Regions from separate parts of the Sus scrofa genome. Here region 1 is linked to region 2. The links are chromatin contacts, called in public promoter capture Hi-C maps. All regions are on one chromosome and are shown on one strand. Each heading gives the region's core, a stretch centred on a gene start, on an enhancer-like site or on the middle of the called end of the contact. The rest is flanking DNA. Distances are from core to core; before and after follow the strand shown. Region 1 holds the start of DLST (dihydrolipoamide S-succinyltransferase). Region 2 holds the start of LTBP2 (latent-transforming growth factor beta-binding protein 2).

The links. Promoter capture Hi-C pulls out the DNA fragments that hold promoters and counts their contacts.
Region 1: a promoter capture Hi-C map of fetal liver shows a contact between it and region 2, with 2.5 times the contacts expected there. The contact joins the promoter of DLST here to the promoter of LTBP2 in region 2. A contact is called at or near these places in 2 of 5 promoter capture datasets (fetal liver and liver) and 1 of 47 Hi-C or Micro-C datasets (embryonic fibroblasts).

What each region holds. Positions count from the first base shown.
Region 1 is chr7:98,088,891-98,092,948 of Sscrofa11.1, forward strand. DLST (dihydrolipoamide S-succinyltransferase) reads left to right here and starts at 2,271. Exons shown (of 15, transcript NM_214397.1): 1 at 2,271-2,359; 2 at 2,919-2,952. The coding sequence starts at 2,297.
Region 2 is chr7:97,851,344-97,855,537 of Sscrofa11.1, forward strand. LTBP2 (latent-transforming growth factor beta-binding protein 2) reads right to left here and starts at 1,505. Exons shown (of 34, transcript XM_021099520.1): 1 at 276-1,505. The coding sequence starts at 754.

The sequences.
Region 1 (4,058 bases), core at 1,021-3,520, 240 kb after region 2:
TGACATTACAATGCAAAGGAGAGATACAGACACAATACTTTGGAAAAACAAAAGGTATCTGTTAACTCTGCTAGAGGGGCTTAGGAAGGGATTCAAAAGCTTTAAAAAGGATGGTGAGGAATCCCTAGGCAAATAGGAGTTGGGAGCAGCCCTGGCCAAGAGGTGAAGGAGTGAAATAGCACTAAAGCTCAGCACCTGTGAGAATGGGGGTGGGGAGGTAGGGAGAGGATCACCATAAAGCAGAGGGCAGATTATCCAGTGCCTGGTCAAGCTGAGGAGATTAGACTTTATCCTACTGATAGGGAGAAGCAATGGAAGCATTTTAAGCAGGGGAGTGACAGGATCAGATTTGCACTTCAAAAGCATCTTTGACACAGGTGTGGAGGATGAGTTAAAGAAAGTGAGTAGAAGCTCAGGTTAGTTGGGAAGCTTTCAAAATAATCCAGCCGAAGGATGCTAAAGACTTGATCAGGGGCAGCTGCAAGGCAAGGATGTTTTCTCTATTTTAAGCTAGGGCTTCTGCCCATCCCTCCAGAATTTCAGTGGAAGTGCTTTCAGAGTTTAGACGAGTGAAAGCACCATAAAATTCCCAAGGCCAGGCAAAATGACTCAGCTAACAAAACCACCATGAGTAGGCACCAAGTGGCTCATTCATTCGTTCATTCTTAATTAAATCAGAAGCTTATAGAACACGCTTTCTATTAGGAAGGTGAACTATAAAAGTGAATACTCAGGAGTTCCTACTGTGGCTTAGTGGTAACAAACCCGACTAGCATCCATGAGGTTGCAGGTTTGATCCCTGGCCCCGCTCATGGGATTGAGGATCTGGCATTGCTGTGAGCTGTGGTGTAGGCTGGCAGCTACAGCTCTGATTCAACCCCTAGTCTGGGAACCTCCATATGCCAGAACCTTCATGTGCTGCAGGTGCAGCCCTAAAAAGACAAAAAAAAAAAAAAAAAAAAAAAGAGTAGAGGGGGGTGCTATGTGTTTTCTTGGTTGTTCAACGCTGGGAGGCCCCAATTCAGCCCACAGATATTGATTGCACACCTAAACGATGTCAATCTCTGTTCCAAGTGTTGGGGATACATTATAGTTCAAAAACAAACTCATAGAGAAAGAAATCTGATTTGTGGTTACCAGTGATGGGGGAGGAGGGAGAATTGGATGAAGATATAAACTTATAAGATAAATAAGTACTAGGGATGTAATGTATTGCATGATAAACTCACCCTGCTGTATGCTATATATGAAAGTTTTTAAGAGGGTAAATCCTAAGAGTTCTCATCACATACAAATTTTTTTTGTTTTAAATTTCTTTAATTTTGTACTTACATGAAAGGATGGATGTTCACTAAACTTTTTGCGATAATCGCTTCACACACATACAGCAAATCATTACGCTGTATATCTTATACAATGCTACATGTCAATTATGTTTCAACAAAAATGTAATTTTTAAAAATTACTAGGAATACAGCAGTGAAAAAGACAGACACATTCTCTAATCTAATGGAATTTATTTTCTAGAGGTCGAGAGACAAATGAATGGCTTTCAAAATGCACAGGATGTATGGGGTACAGTTGGCTTGGCTGTAGAGAGTTTGAATAGGGGCTAGGGAAGATCAGGAGATGTGGATGCAGAAGTAGGGCTACTTGGTGAAGGTCTTCAGCTGGGTTAAAGGGTAATGGGTTAAAGGGTTCCTTGGGGTTGTTTCTTTGTTCCGAGGTTAGAAAGGGAAGTGATCACTGCTTTTTACTACTATTATTTTTTTAATAGTTGAGGAATTTGAGGCATAGGGAGGCAATGTCTCTTGTCTAAGGACACACAAGTGTAAGATCAGGCAGGCTTGTTTGTCAAAGTCCGAGTTAGAAGCCCTTGACGCCTTCCACTCTTTTCCAGCAGCGCTGCGGAAGAAGAGCAGGGTGTCCGGGGACCCAGGAGAGATGGGCGCCACGCTCAGAGACAGCTCTGCGGAAAGATCGGGGAGGGAAGGACCCCGGGGCGACCTGATCACGGGACAGTCATAGGTACCCTGCAGAGGATTTGTCCCGGCCGGAAGGCAGCGCAACTTGTTCCGGGGGAGCCTAGCCGCAGCGGGTTCACCCTGCGGGCACACCTGGGCTGAGGTTAGGGCAGCTGTGTTCTGCCCGTCGATTTTCCCCCCCGTTCGTCAGTGGTTCGTTCCGAACACCCCTCTCTGCGCTGCGGGTGCCGTGGTCCGCCCTGCTTCCGGTTGTTGCCGGGCTCTATATCCGGTGTCCGCCCGCCCTCGGCTCCGCCGCCGCCGCCGCCGCGATGCTGTCCCGGTCCCGCTGCGTGTCCCGGGCGTTCAGCCGTTCGCTTTCCGCCTTTCAGAAGGTACGGTCCGGCCGGGCTGGGGCCCCGGAGGGTGAAAAACTCTCCGGCAGGCGGACGGACGGCTCGGGGTCAGGGGCGTGGCGCGCCGGCGAGGCCGGGCACCAAGGGCATCGGGACGCGGAGGCCGCGGGCTGGGTGGCCGAGAGCCGCTGTTGCTCTCGGGTTCTTTTGCGGAGCCCAGTAGCCCCTCGCCTGCCCGAGGCAGGCAGCGCCTGGTCCCCTGCTGTACCCCACCCTCCGCGCGGGGCGGAGGAGCCGCGCCCGCTCCGACACGAGACTCAGAGTTGGGGAGGAGGCGCCACGGAATGCTCCGACGGGATCCAAGGGCCCGTTTCCTCTCTGTTAAAATCAGTGGGTATCAGCCCCGTTGGAAAGTTGAGATAGTTTGGCAGGCCCAGCGTGCTGACGGAGTGAGAGCACGCCTAGGCTGTTGCCATTAGCTTTCGGCGTCATGAGATTTCACCTGTCACCAGCACCGGGACAGCTTTGAGTCTGTATTTAAGAGAGAAAGCTGTTTCTTTCCTCTGGGTGACGTCGATAATGTCTTCTTTCTCCACAGGGGAACTGCCCTCTAGGGAGACGTTCCCTGCCTGGTAAGTTCTGCCCTTGCTGTCACCTAAAAATGCTCTCCTCCTGGGCAGAGCCGTATGTGAGGAAATGGGGTGCCTGTGTTTCTCCGCATGGTGTTCAGATAGATAGGAATGAAACAAGATGCTATTTAATAACAAACATCATTTATTCATTTAGCACATAGTTACTCAGTATCCGCAATGTGTCAGGCACTGTGCTAGGCACTCACTAGGGATTCATCAGTGAGTGGTTCTCCTTGTACTAGACCGTAGACCATACAGTCTAGTGGGAAGGACACGGTGTAAATTGTTAAACAAATGGACTATCGTGAATCTTGGTTAAATGCTGAGAAGGAAACAAATGAAGCAGGACACTAAAGCTGTGACCCACAGGATGTGACAGAGGCCAGGGTGATGAAGAGCAGGAGAGGGAAAAGGAATAGCAAGTGCAGAGTCCCTGAGGAAGTAAAGACCTTGGCAGTATTTCGTTACTGGAAAAAAAAAAAAGGTGATTTGACCAGAGCATTTTGGTTAAGGGAGAGAGTGCCATGAGGTAGAGTGCCACGAGGTATCGAGACTAGGAGAAAGAATTTTGGTTTTATCCCAATAGTTTTTTATACACATGATACAAATATTTGTTGAATGAGTTGATCGTATTATGGGCATTCTGTGTGCCAAGCATTGTTCTGAGTGCTTTCTGTACTTTTTTTCAGTTAATCATTAAAAAACAGTAAAAGAGAAATTTTCTTTATTTACGCATGTATCATTCAAGGCTAAGAGAGGTTAAGTGCTTTGACCAAGGTCACTTGGACAACTACTGGTCAAGCCAGGCCTACCTACTCTTCTGCTTGAACCCCTAACCCACCAGGTTATCATTTACTCATGCACTACATAAATTATTTATTAAAATGTCACTGCATGCCAGGCACTGTCCTAGGTGACAGGGATATAGATGGTCTCTACCCTCCAGGATCTTATGGGCTACCAGGAGAGACAACAAATACATGTTTATGCATATGGAAGGACATAATTACATTGTAACTACTATGAAAGAGAAGTGGAGTGTAATGAGAGGGTGGGATGAAGTAGCCAGCTTGGGAGGTGGAGAGTGCAGCGGTAATATCAGCAAA
Region 2 (4,194 bases), core at 255-2,754:
GGGCGGGAGAACGCACCCACTCCTTGGGTAAGGATTTAACGTCGGGTCACCACGAGCTGGTACGAAAGGGTACGGATGGTGTTTTTCTTTGAAAGCGGGTCAGATCGAGCCCAACTTTGGGACCTCGGTCTGTTTCCCTGCAGTACTAAGGAGAGAGGGACGAAGGGCGGAGCCGGGCGCCCTCTCCTCTCGCCTGCACATCCCTCCACGAAAGAGCGCACGGGAGACTGGCCCTCGCTCCCTTTAGCCCCCATGCTTCCCTCTCCAATGCTCACCCCGTAAGCCGCCCTCGCGCAGCTCGCGGCCGCTGAACCGTCCCGAGGCGCGGGAGAGCTGCGGCAGCCCGGTCCCGGGATGCCGGCTGCTGCTGGCTCAAGGAACGGCTTCTCCAGGTCTGCGCAGGTGGCTGGACTCGACGCGGCTGCTGCGCGCGGGGCGGCCTCCTGGCCTCGGTCTCGGCGGGCCTCCTGGCGCTGCCCCAGCCAGGCTGGGCCCGCTCCTCGGGCGGCAAACCCGGGACCGACGCGTCCTGATCCCGGAACAGACCGTACACCTTGGCTGCAGCCGCTGCGGGGTGGCTGCCCCCGGGGCGCCGCAGCCGATTCGCGTCCCTGCCAGCCGGCTCGTATCTTCCCACCGGGTCCCTCTGAGCATGACCCAAGCCCACGAAGAGAGCCAGGGTGAGCGGCAGGAAGCTCCTCCAGGGGTTCCTCAGGGCGCGCCCGGGGCAGCGGCGGGTGGTCGAGGGCCTCATGGCGCCTGGGCGGCTGCAGAGCGGTGCGCACGGGGAACAGCCCAGGGGCTAGCTGTCGGTGCGCCAGGCCGCCAGCGGGCTGCGCTCCGGACCCCACCGGGTGGCCCGCCTTTCCCCGTCTAGGGCCCCCGAGTCAGACTACGGGCCGGGCTCTCTCTGGAGCGAGGGCCTGGCGGCGGGAGCGGCCCGGGGCTGCGCGCCCTGAGCCCAGCGATCGCGCTCTGTCTCCAGCTGCGCGCGCACTGCTGTTGCACCTTCGCGCCTTCTCCCAGTCACTGTAGCCTTCTGAAGGGGAATCGGAGCGTTTTATTTTTGGAAACCTCCCCCTGACTTTTCGTCTCTTTTATCCACACCATGCCCCCTCCTCGGAGGGACAGCTCAGCCCCCTCATTACGGGAGAGGGAGAGAGGAATTCCAGCAACACCCACTTTGGCACCGGGAAGCGAGCGGGCGGCGAGGGGGGTTAACCCGTGAGGAACTGGGGGCGGCGCAGGGCGGACCAAGGTCTGGTAGGGGAAATGACGCCTGCTGGGACAGGGGCAGCCCCGAGCCACCTTTCTCCTGTCCTGGGCAGGCTAAACTGCTGACCTGTCCAGAATTCATCTCCAGCCCCTGACCTCAGGGACAAACGCCGGGTTGGATGACCCAAGGCTACAGCCTCGAACGTCTGAAGGATATCAGGAGAGGTGCCAAGACGGCATGATAGACAGGCTCCGAAGGATGGGCCCCGGGTCCTTCGTTTTCCTCCCGGGCCACTGGGGGCGTCGGCCAGGGGTGCCTCTAGGGCTGGGGCAGCGCGAGGCCGCTCGCCTCCCTCCGCAGTGGTGGGACGCGGGCGCGCTGGAAGGTCGCCTGGAGGGAGCGCGCCCTCTGGTGGACTTGGCGGCGTCTTAGCCGTCCTGCGTCTTGTAGAGACCTGCCGCTGCCAGCCGCCTTCCTTCCTTGATCTTAATCCCTTTCCTGTTTGCGTCAGGGTCGAGCCCAGGCCTGAGGCGTTGACAGAACCTGCAAGAGGTGTCCTCTTTTTCACGGAGGAAAAAAACATGGAAGACCTGGAATAAGGTCACTCAAGGAGACAGCGTGTGTCCAAGAGGCGAATGAAATGCAGGTGCCTCCTGCCTGGGGCTCAGAGGTCCATTCCCTAGACTCCCATTCAACCCCTCACTCCCTACGGATTGGATGAGCCTCTGATGGATCCAGGGTGTGTGCTCAACTCCTTGTGCTGGCAGGGAGAGGGCAGGGCTGCTAGAATGCCAATGGCCACCCATCTTAGTACCACTCAAGAGTGAGCTCACTATGTACACACATGGTCCCCTGCCCTAAAGTCTAAAGGCCTGGCAACCATGGCTGTCCCAGCCCCCTGCAGCCTATGGGCTTCCTAGAGAGGCAGGGGGATGGAGCAGGCAGGAAGGCACCAGTTTATAACTTTCCATACAAAGGGCCGACTCAATTAATGCTTCATGCTGAAATACAACCTCAACTCCTGACCTTGGCCTCCAAAGCCCTGTAGGACTGCCCACCTCTCAGATCTATCTCTCCTCTTGTGGGGCACCCACCGCAATGCAGCTGCCCTGGCGTCCTCTCTGCTCCTGGAACAAGCCACGTTGATGCCCGCTCCTTCTCCCTGGGAACACTCATCGCCAAGATGTTTTACAGGACCAGCTCCTCATCATCATTTCACCTCTCAGCTCCAACTTCACCGCCTGGAGTGGCCACCCCTGACCCCTCCAACGCAGAGCAGCCTTCCCACTCCCAAGTCATCACTTTCTAGTCCATCACCCTGGTTCAGCTTCACTGCTCTAGACTAGTTGAAATTCTCCTATTTGTTTACCCGTGTAACTGACTTGTTGAATGGGCTGAACCTGAAGAGGGGCAATCAGGAAGCAGCTCTGTGGTTCTCCCCTCACTGCCTTCAGCCACATTATGGTGAATTTCTCTTCTCCACCCTTAATGACATCTCAAGCAGAGTCCTTGGCTTGCCCATCCCCTCCAGTCACAAGAACAGTTTCATGTCTATAATTAAGACCAATTTCCAGGCTCTAAAAAGTCTGGTCCTGTCCAAATCAAAACCTCATCCAATTGAATCAAATCTTGTATCCAGCTGAATACCCCTCCTCTCCCTCCACCGGGCCTGTCCCCTGGCTCCAGACCTTGTCGTGGGGAACGTAGGGTGTGGTCTGATTTTCTGACTTTCCTTTTCTGCCAAGACTTCTCTGTGTCAGGGTTGGGGGCAGATATTAGGGGGCAAGTGGCAAAGTTGTATGTGACAGGTGCCCTTGGCTGGCAGGTGCCAAGTGGTGGCTCTTTCATGGGTATACTTTTGGGTTCTTGGGATGCTCTCTGCAGGATCCCCACCCTGCATCACTTCAGCAAAGCACTCTCTGGACAACTTCCCTGTGTCCCCTACCACCCCATGGGACTTTCCATCCAAGCCAACAAACCAGTGGTGAGTTGGCTGCATCTCACGCTGGTGTAAGAGCCACTCCAGCCAGGCTCCAAAGTCAGGATTCTCCAGATAGGAAGTACACAAAAGTGCCTTCATTTATGTACATCTCCAATTCCTAAAGACATAGGTTGGGTTCTCCCAAGATCTTTCTTGCTGTGTTTTGGTGCATCAGAGGTGCTTGCAGCTTCCAGCACCTCAACTAGACTCAGTGGAGGCAGAATTATGGGGAGTCATGCTATTCTCATCTTCTTTGGAAGCTGCCAATATCTATACCTGGTCTTCTTAGGGCCCTGTTCACTTGGTTTGCATTGGGGAGCACCCTCTGGGGAAACCTCAGCCCTGCTTACTAATGCAATGGTCCTATAACTCAATGACTTCCTTCAATCCCATCCATTTGTAGCCTGGAATCCAGAGATGTGGCTGGGTAGTTGTTGAACTGGCTCTGCCTTTAATAAGATGCCTAGTACTTCTCTTTGGAATGTGAAAACATTTAGTTCTTGTTCTAGCCTTTGCAGCTTTAGCAGACGTTCAAAGACCATAGGAAAAATCCTGTTTGACCACCTCTAAAATTATTGCCTGACTTCCCAAACCGCAATGATAACTCAAAGGAATAGATAGCCCACCTGCCTGGCTTGCCGCTGTTTCCCCGGAACTTAGAACAGTGTGTGCATTTAATAGAGAGCCAAGAAACACATGTTCAATGGATGGCTGACTGAATGAATGACAGCTTTATCCCATTGGGTAGGGAAGGCTGGTATCCTCAGACCCATTTTCAGAGAGAAAAACTGAGTTCCTGGTGGTAGTTACTGGTCCAAGTTCATGTGCTTTGCTGCCTTTAGGGCTGGCCCTAAGGATCTTCTTGAATCCTACACCTTGCATTTGGGGACGAATGCCATCCCAGTTCCCAGAATGCCCAGTTCTCTCTCTGAGACACCGCTCCGTCACTGCTATGGGACAGCCTCAGCACCACACCTCCCTTGCTGTGCCCTGTTAG